Linked DNA regions of Mus musculus: region 2 is linked to region 1. Evidence: chromatin contacts called from public HiChIP or PLAC-seq data. All regions are on one chromosome and are shown on one strand. Each heading gives the region's core, a stretch centred on a gene start, on an enhancer-like site or on the middle of the called end of the contact. The rest is flanking DNA. Distances are from core to core; before and after follow the strand shown.

Region 1 (4,542 bases), core at 1,240-3,739:
GACATCAGGGCTGTACCTGAGAGCAAAGATATCAGAAATTTCACACCACCTTCTCCACCTTTAACTGTAAATACATCACCCAATGAATGATTTTGATAAAATGCTGATTTGGTCTTTGAAGGGACCCTCACAGGTGATGGATGTCAGGGCTCCTAGAACCTCCAACTGTTTTTTGTTTGTTTGCTTGGTTTTTTTTTTTTTTTTTTTTTTGAGGAGTTACAGGTAAATCATCTCCATGTGCCTACACATCGCTTCTGTTCTGTGCACAAAGGCCATTTTTTTCTTTGTATGTGTGTGCATGTGTAAGTGTGTGCATCCTGTGCAGGTCTATATTATACACATGTACAAATGCAACCCAGGTGTGCCAATATGGGTGTGGAGATCAGAGGGCAATCTCAAGTATCAATACTTGCCTTCCACCTTGTTTAAGACAGAGTCCCTTTATTGTCTTTTCAGGGCATATGTGAGACTGAGATTGGCTAACCCATCAACTTTCTAGAATTTTCTTTCTCCACCCCCATCTCCCCAGAGGAGCTCTGGGCATGCAGATGTCTATTACCGCCTCCAGCTTTTATGGGGCTTTAGATCTAAGAGCTCGGGTTCTCATACTCCAATGGCAAGTGCTTTTACCCAGTGAGCCATCTCCCAGGCCCTCCCTCCAGTTTTTATATTGGATGCTTAATGAGAACCATTAAATTTTCTCACATTTCTTGGTGATGCGACAGAGTTTGGAAAAAAAACTTAGAAAATACAGAGCTACGAAGACTTCGTGTGATCTCTGGTGTTTTCCTTTTTTAAACAGTTGCCTTTTAAAATGTATGCAACATGAGAATTCCATAAACCAAATGGAACCAACTCTGTGTCCCTCACTCTGTTGTTATTCCACACTAAGTCCTTGTTTATATTTTGCATAAAACAATCTTGATAAGTTACCTTCCGTCTCTATATTCTCCCCACTTGATTCGCTTCCAACTGTTCTCGTTTTGCTAACTGCTTAGAGGCTCTGTGGACCTTGAGAGCAAACTTTAATAAACCACTTTGTTTTGTATTTTGTCCTCATTTCTTGCATGTACTTCTGCATCATATCGAGGGCAACACTCTCAAAACAGTTACCATTCAAATATGACAGAACGTGCCATCTTTTCCTAAGCTGTGTTTTCTACAGTTCTGTGTTCTTCTGTGGGTACTCTCTGAAGAGTGTTACTCCTTCTCGAGGAATTCATGAGTAGTTTTTGTAGAATGAATGTATTTTAAGCTAACTTCCCCTGGTCTTATTCCAGGGTGGGCACATATGGCAGTGTTGATTTGGGAGTTAGATTTTGTTTTTGTTTCCTGTCTCTCCTGCTCTTGACACCCGCCTTCTGAGTGGAGTCAGATTTGAAGGACTGAGAAAAAGCCCACATTGCATTCCATCTGGGCTCCAACTGCCAGATGCAGTGCCCCGGCTTCCCTCTTCGCACCATAAGCTCATGCCAACTGTAACGTTGAGATGGGAGAGCATAGTTATCACAGACCAAGCTCAAAAGCCTTTTCTTCCTAAGGGTTGTTAATAGTGTGCGCCACGATGGGGCCCCAGCTCCCCGGATTCTGTGCCTTACATCACTGGAAAAAAAAAATGACATTTACAGGATGCTCAAGACATGGCTCGGATTCTTCATTTCCCATTTATTTCCCCACACCCCCCTGGTTGGCATAATGATTGTGCAGATTTATATTTGGGAAGGTGAGCAGCAAAAGATTAGTGTCCGCTCCCCATCCCCAGTCACTGCAGAGCGAATCTGCCCTGAGATTCCACCAACAACCCACTTTCTCGGCCTCTTCCAGGGCCCGACTTTGACAAAGGGTTATTTGCGTCCACTAGATGGTGCTGGTTATCTGTGGAAATGACTAACCCCCACCTTCAAAAGTTCTTGCTTTCCTAGGATGTTAAGGTGTGATTTAAGAGACCACTGGACTGAAATCTCAGGGCCCTTGAACTGAGCGTGGGTGTGTCTTTAAATAGCCATTCAAGTGGGAGAAGTGAAAATTAGGTCTGAAAATAGTAGCAAATATTATAAATAGCCAATAGCAACCATTTGATGATTTCAGAAAAACAGGAAATTCTCACACTTATATAAAAAACAGCAGATGTGCAAACTGTGTGTTTTCTTCTACTTCCTCTTTTGTTATACAACTTCCAGCACCTTTTAGTCCAGTGTATCCACAGCGTGGTCCACATGAGCAAGGGTGAGCAGGGGAGTAAATCATGTCGAAACAGTGAAGCCCAGGTAACAAGTAGTCTCATTTTTATTCCAAATAAGATGCCTTTTGATAGAGTATCTTTTTATGGTATCAGCTTTAGCAAGTAGAAATGAACTAGAAATGATCACTTGGGGGTGCTGTTGTTAGTCCCTCTCCACTGATTCTGCAGGTCCAGGAGTACAGGAGCCTGAGTTTTAGCCAGTATAGCAGGCAGTGATTCTGAAACAATTGGACCCTGAGCCTACTGGGGAACCTGTAGGAGTTCCTGTTTCAGAGGCTGGGCGGTGGGGCCCGCTGCTGCTCCCAGGAGCTCTCTGGGAGATGGCTCCCACCAGGGCTCTGAAGAGTGGCAGCAGGTGCTTCCTTATGTAAAAACAAAAGTAGAAAATAGGAAATCTTTGGCCCCTCCCACTCTGCTCCATTGTGCCTCTGTGGAATGGAGTCAGGTCCTGGTCCATGGATACTTTTATTTCTTTAAAAAAAAAAAATCAGGATTTTCTTTTAAAGCCTTGATACTTTTTGATGTTTATTGTCCCCAAATCATAATGATGCCTTCAGATTTTTTTTAAAGTGAAAGGAGTTAGTAGGAACATTGTCATGTGACTTTCACTTATTGTCTGGGAATGTCAAGTGGAGCTTGCCAGACGGTGGAGATGATGATAATCAACTTGTACACTGCACACACATGTGCTTATCCCCCAACACACATGTCCACACACACACATATGCACATACATGCACACACACATGTGCTTATCCCCCCGACACACATGTCCACACACACATGCACACACACATGTGCTTATCCCCCCGACACACATGCACACACACATGTGCTTATCCCCCCAACACACATGTACACACACACACACACAAAACACAAAGATTAGTAGAGCAAGCTGCAGAGATTTGTTTTTAAGGACTTTTATTTTTGTTAATGTATTTGTATGTGTGAGAGAGCGAGTCTGTGTGTGTGTGTGTGTGTGTGTGTGTGTGTGTGTGAATGAGTGTGCACCTAAGCACATGTGAGTGTCTATAAAGGACAGAAGAGGGTATCTGGTACCCTTAGAACTAGAATTGCAGTTGGCAGTGGACTAATATGGGGGCTGGGAAGTGCACTCTGGTCCTCTGTAAGAGCACTAATGTAAGAGCACTCCTAACCACCAAGCCAGCTCTCCAGCCTCTAAGATTTGTTTTGAAATCCAGCAAACCAATGAAGACGAGGCTATGTTCTGATTCTTGCTGTGACTTGGGGATGGGGGTGGGGATCTTTTTAATTCTGCCCTTAAGAGTGCAGCTTGCCCTGGGGCATATAAAGTTTGTGTGTCCAATGGGCCTCTCTTTCCAGTGATGGCCGACTAGGCCATCTTTTGATACATATGCAGCTAGAGTCAAGAGCTCCGGGGTACTGGTTAGTTCATAATGTTGATCCACCTATAGGGTTGCAGATCCCTTTAGCTCCTTGGGTACTTTCTCTAGCTCCTCCATTGGGAGCCCTGTGATCCATCCATTAGCTGACTGTGGGCATCCACTTCTGTGTTTGCTAGGCCCCGGCATAGTCTCACAAGAGACAGCTACATCTGGGTCCTTTCGATAAAATCTTGCTAGTGTATGCAATGGTGTCAGCGTTTGGATGGAACGCCAGGGCCAAAAAGGGGGAGTGGGCGGGTAGGGGAGTGGGGGTGGGTGGGTATGGGGGACTTTTGGTATAGCATTGGAAATGTAAATGAGCTAAATACCTAATAAAAAATGGAAAGAAAAAAAAAAGAGTGCAGCTTGCCAAGTCCTCCTTCAGAGAAAGGGACAAGTGTTTCTTTTCCCTAAGGAAGTCCCCTCAAGTAACATCTACTTAACCTTCTCATTATGCTGCTGGCTCCAAAGTCAGGACAAAATACTCGACAAAAGCAACCTAAGGAAAGAAGGGTTGATTCGGGCTCACGGTTTGAAGGGATACAGTCTATCCTTGTGGTGAAGCTGCAGGAGCAGGCAGCAGGAGTGTGGAGTAGCTGGTTACTCCTGTCAGGGTGTAGCTGGGGGAAATGAACGCTGGTGCTCCAATAGGCCTTCTCCCTTTTGTTCATTCTGGGCCTCAGCCCTTGGGATGTTGTTCCCTGTATCCAAAGTATAGCTTCCCCCTTTGAGTTAAACCTCTCTGGAAATGTTATGGACACCTCAAGAGGGTCTCTCTCCTGCATGATTGATTCTAAACCCTGTGAAGTTGGCAAGGAAGATCAACTACTAATCATGTTGAAATGAAGTGACAGTGTAAGTTACAGAAAGCTTTACCATAAATTTCTGTAT
Region 2 (4,705 bases), core at 379-2,878, 520 kb after region 1:
ACCTGGCACCGGGTCTAAACTAGAATTTTCCCTTGCAAATAAATAGCCTCTTGGAGGCCATATTTGTTGTTGTTAGAGACTGTCTTTCTTCATATCCGACTGGTCCTCAGAGCCCAGTTCTATCTAAATTTCATTACTATGAAGGCCAGATATCCGTCTTGGCATTCTCAGAAACTTGACTGAGTGGTACCCACAACATATCGCTGCTGAAGATCACTGATCTGATGGGGGCTTCCACAGCTCTGAGTACATTCTCACCATTTCCTGAAAACATACTGAACTCCCAACCTTCTTTTGTTACAGTCTCCTAAATCCCACTCCAGGTGAAGCATGCTCTGCCTGTCTTTCATGCCTTCACATTTCCAAAACCTCCCCAGCCAGCCGCAGCTCCACTGTCTCCAGGAAGCTTGCTTTAAAGCTATTCGAAAGAAATGTCTCTCTTTGTACCCTGCCCTTTCTCTGCCACAAATTGTAGATCAGAGGTGCTATCAACCATCTCCTAGGTCTAGCCACACCCTGGCCTCCTGGCACTGATTTAAGGCTGCCTTTATCTCTGCAGCCAACTGTAAGTCACTCAAGGCACTTACTTCTAAACCTCCAGATCCACTCAGCCCGGGCTCTAGAACCCGTGCCTGCCTAGACCAGCACTTGGACACAATTAAGGGATATCTTTAAGCCAAATCTCTTGAGTCTGACTCTCCTCAGCCCATTGCTTCTAGCTTGTCACCTCCATGCACAGCACAGCCAGGCCCAAAACAGCCTGCTTGTTGTGAAGTTTTTTTGTTTTTTTTTTTTTTTGTTTTTGTTTTGTTTTTGTTTTTTTGTTTTTTGTTTTTTGTTTTTTGTTTTTTCTTTTGCCTAACCAAATCTACCAAGGACTCCTCTACACTGAGGCTTCTCCTACTTCTGGTATTCACTATAATTCAACTACAGTTCTCTAGCCAGGCCTGCCCTTCCGACCAACACCTCAATTCCTTCACAGCTAGTCCCTCGTCGGGGCTGGCAAGTGCTCCGAAGTGGGTGGCTATCAGGTCTCTCTGTAGGTGGAGAGTGGTGGTAACTGCATGAAAGGGGCTGGGCATCCCTCCTCCTCTCACTCCCCCTATCCCTTGTTGCGCACTTAAAAGATTCGAGAAGAGGCTTTAATGTAGGAAGAGGCCGCAGGCTCAGAGCCAGGTCCAAAATGGGAGGAGTGACCCAACTCGAGCAGATACCCATCTCTCCCTCGGGAGGACAGAACACTGAGAGAAGCCTAGAGAAATAAGGGTATTTATGAGACCCAACCTCTCTGCTTCCCTGCGTTACAAAGTGTGGATGCCTGGGGTTCAAGTTGGGAGGATTTTACCCGGGTTGTTCCTTTTTAGTTTCTTGTAAAAAGTACAAGGCGTCCAGGAGGGACGGTCTGGCCATATTACTAAGGACAATGATGAGAGCTGGTCAGGGTAGAGAGGCCTGTACTGCAGCCTACAACCTTCGTGACAACGAACCCCCAGCCCCCCATGCTGCGGCTCTGCCGCAGCTCGTGTCCCTGTCTCCCCTCCATCCTTCCTGCCCTCTGTCCATTGGCGGATTTCTCTTCGGCCCCGCCCAGCGACTGGCCTCTGGAGCTGACGCATGCGCAAGATCCCACCGCTGCCGCTGCTTCAGCACCAGAGCCCGGACAGCGGCGCCGCCCACGGGCATGGACGGTGGTAGCAGCCCCAGCTGCTGCAGCGATCTTCTCTTTGCCAGTTTCTGAACCGCAAGCAGCGGCCTGAGGGGAATACATTAGCCCCAGAAGGCAGCTGCCGGAACAAGTAGGAAGAACCCCTCCGTAGATCCTGCTGGAAGATCTTCTCAGTAAGCCTGCATCAGGTATCCTAAATAGCCGCCGCCACATATCACCTCATCCATTCCCCAGCTCTCTTCTGAAAGCCTTTTCCCGAGGCGAGTATGATTGTACACCTTCATTTTGCCTGGCTAGTTCATCCTCTCTCATCGACACTTGATAATACCAGTTCTCGTTGCTTTCACCTCCTGGGGGACCTGCCCCACCCACTGTTCTCTCCTTTCCCCTAAGGCCGCAGATGTCCATTTCCTTAGCTTCTAGAGCTTCCCCAACTCCCTGAGGCCTTGCCTCTGCGTCTTTGCAAAAGGCCTCAGGACCGCAGCTATGTCGGTCTGCATGTCAGTGAGCAAAGGGGTGTGCATGTACAACGGGGGGAAAAAAGGCTGGCCAAAGCAGGTATCCTAGGGAGAGAAGGCGACATTTGGGATCTACACCACGGGCTGACTGTCTGTCCATCACCATCAGTTCCTTGTCTGCCCACTGCCATCGGTTGCTCTGCTGCCCAGCAAATCGTTGTTTGTTTTCCCTGCATGGCCTCCTGCTTGTGTACACACTGGCTTTAGCCTCCGTGTATGGCAAAAACTAGACTGAAGCCATGACCGCTGAAGGAGCCTGGGGGGGGGGGTGGAAGAGAAAAAAAAAAACCACCTTCCCACTGAGCGCCCATTCCCAGAACTGGGTACCCTTCATTTTTCTGACTTCATCAGACGTGTGGTGGAACAGTCTGGCCAGGTAGCAATATGGCGCCATTTGTGTGTCCTGCCTGACTCTGCCGCCCCCAGAATCTCTCTTCAGACATGACACTTCATCTCTTTCCTGCCTGGACTGAAATAAAAGGCATTTTTAAGAGGCAAAAGGCAGTTGCAGACACCTTATCTCAGATTATCGGATTTAAATTGTACATTCTGTTTCTCAGAAGCAGGAGAAAGCCCCACAGGTGGAAGCAAATGTTTTCTCCCTCTTTTATTAAATTATTACCCTGAGAGAGATAAAATCTTATTCAAGAGGGCAAATCACAGTATGGGTATATTCTCCAGACCAGAGCACAGGCCAGGGACTCTGCTTGGAGCCACAACCTGACCAAAAGAAGGTGGGACTGGGGCTGGGGGTAGGGGTTGCAGCTCAGTGATAAAGCATTTTTTTCTAGCATTGGCAAAGCCTTAGGCTCCATCCCCAAGCACTGCAGAAAAAAGGGGGGGGAGAGGAGGGAGGGAGGGAACAGTGACAAATCAGGGCAGGGCCCAGGACCAGGAGCATCTGTACAAGGGGCTACAGCATCATTGGCTGTCTGGCACATCTTGCCAAGGAACAGTCCTGTCTGGTCTCTTCATTTCTCCCAGGCATGGGAACTACTTGTTCTCTTCCAGCAGTCCTCTGGAACCCCTGCTGATCTCTGAAGTTCCCCAGAGACCGTGGATACTACACAGGCATAACAATTTTGTTCAACTCAAGAGAAGAAACACAAATATGCTCCTGTTGAATCAAGCACCACCCTGGGGATAGTTATACCATAAAAAGTACATACTATACACATCACACACACACAGAGATAGACACACACAGACACACTACACCACAAAATTATCACACAGACACACACAAACACACTACACAACAAACTCACATCACACAGACACACACATACACACAAACACACACACACACACACCACACACACACACACACACACACACACTGCAGTCCTTTCCTCCCAGTTCTAGAGATGAAACTTGAGCCTTATGTGTACAAAGAACATTACATCCTCATTTCCACCCTCAAGGTAACATGCAATTGTGATGCCAGCCCTCAGGTGGCTGAACAGGAAGATCACAAGTTCAACGCTACTCTAAACTACATAGACCTTGCTTTCTCCCTTTCCTTGGCCTCCCAAGACCCTTCCTTTTGGCCCCGCCTCTGCATCTTCACCTAGCCTACAGAGAGAGTATCTGTCTTTAAAAAAAAAAAAATTCAAGCGTGGTAGCAAATTAACCCCAGAACTCACTTGGGAAGCAGAAGCATAGAGTTCAAGGCCATCCCGATATGCAATCTCAGTTTGGGAGGCTAAGGAGGGGAGTGCCATGACTTTGAGGCCAACCTGGGCTATATATCAAAAGCAAAAGGGGTGGATAGAAAGAGAGACAGAGAGACAGAGACAGAGACAGAGATCTTGTTTGCCTAGGCTGGCCTCCAAGTACTCTATCTCCAGGCACAACTTTCAGTTCTACAGTAATTTATAAAGTCATTGGCTTCAGAGATGTTTGAATAGTTAATTATTTGTACTTTTAAAATGACCATTGCCTTTCTTAATAGTATGAACAGCTCCCCTCATCTGTCCTGGTCACTCTGTGGGACCACAGTGACATCCAGATGAGTCTCTGAGTTCAGGGAAAGATTATTTCATACAGAGTTGTCCCTTCTGGAGCGCCTGCATTGGGGCTATGTGCCTGGGGCCAGATTCATCACTTTCTACCCCACTCCCCACTACCCTCCACCCCCTATTTGGCCGGTGCAGACAGGCAGCCCAGGAAGTTACTCATCCTAATTAGAGAGCTGGCTCATTTCCTTGGGAAGACTGAGACAAAGGTTCAACCCTACCACAGTCAGGCACAGATTTTCTACAGTGGCGTAACATCCTGCAGCGTGAAGACAGATAAGCTTAAGATCAGTTGATCTTTGATCCCTGTAGAGGAACTGAAATGTTTACAGGGAGGAAGCTGGAACCATAGAGACCTAAGTGGAAGCAAACCAATGATGGAGACTAGGTCCCTTTCAACAGAAGGAGTTTGGGAAAGAGAGTACTCCATTTTCCAGCAGTATGCTCTGTGGCTAACTTCTATTACAAATGAGACTGACACACCAAGTTGGGGCCTGGTTCTT

What was found. HiChIP or PLAC-seq counts read pairs in DNA pulled down with a chosen protein or histone mark.
Region 2: an H3K27ac HiChIP or PLAC-seq map of large pre-B cells shows a contact between it and region 1, with 5 times the contacts expected there. The contact joins the promoter of Disp2 here to the enhancer-like site in region 1. A contact is called at or near these places in 3 of 39 promoter capture datasets (the HPC-7 cell line, hippocampal neurons and pre-B cells), 1 of 15 datasets of contacts at CTCF or cohesin (large pre-B cells), 2 of 115 datasets of contacts at active chromatin or transcription factors (embryonic stem cells and large pre-B cells) and 1 of 9 other capture datasets (embryonic stem cells).

The regions. Positions count from the first base shown.
Region 1 is chr2:118,261,467-118,266,008 of GRCm38.p6, forward strand. No RefSeq gene overlaps it. Among named protein-coding and RNA genes, the nearest start is that of Fsip1, 6.8 kb to the left of the region's middle. Within about 2 kb of position 2,490, at least 56 of the 459 cell types and tissues checked have an H3K27ac peak or open chromatin away from gene starts, as enhancers often do. A contact at or near this core is called in pre-B cells, where this site is marked.
Region 2 is chr2:118,778,091-118,782,795 of GRCm38.p6, forward strand. Disp2 (dispatched RND tramsporter family member 2) reads left to right here and starts at 1,629. Exons shown (of 8, transcript NM_170593.3): 1 at 1,629-1,854. Phgr1 (proline/histidine/glycine-rich 1) reads left to right here. Exons shown (of 4, transcript NM_001145644.2): 4 at 1-75.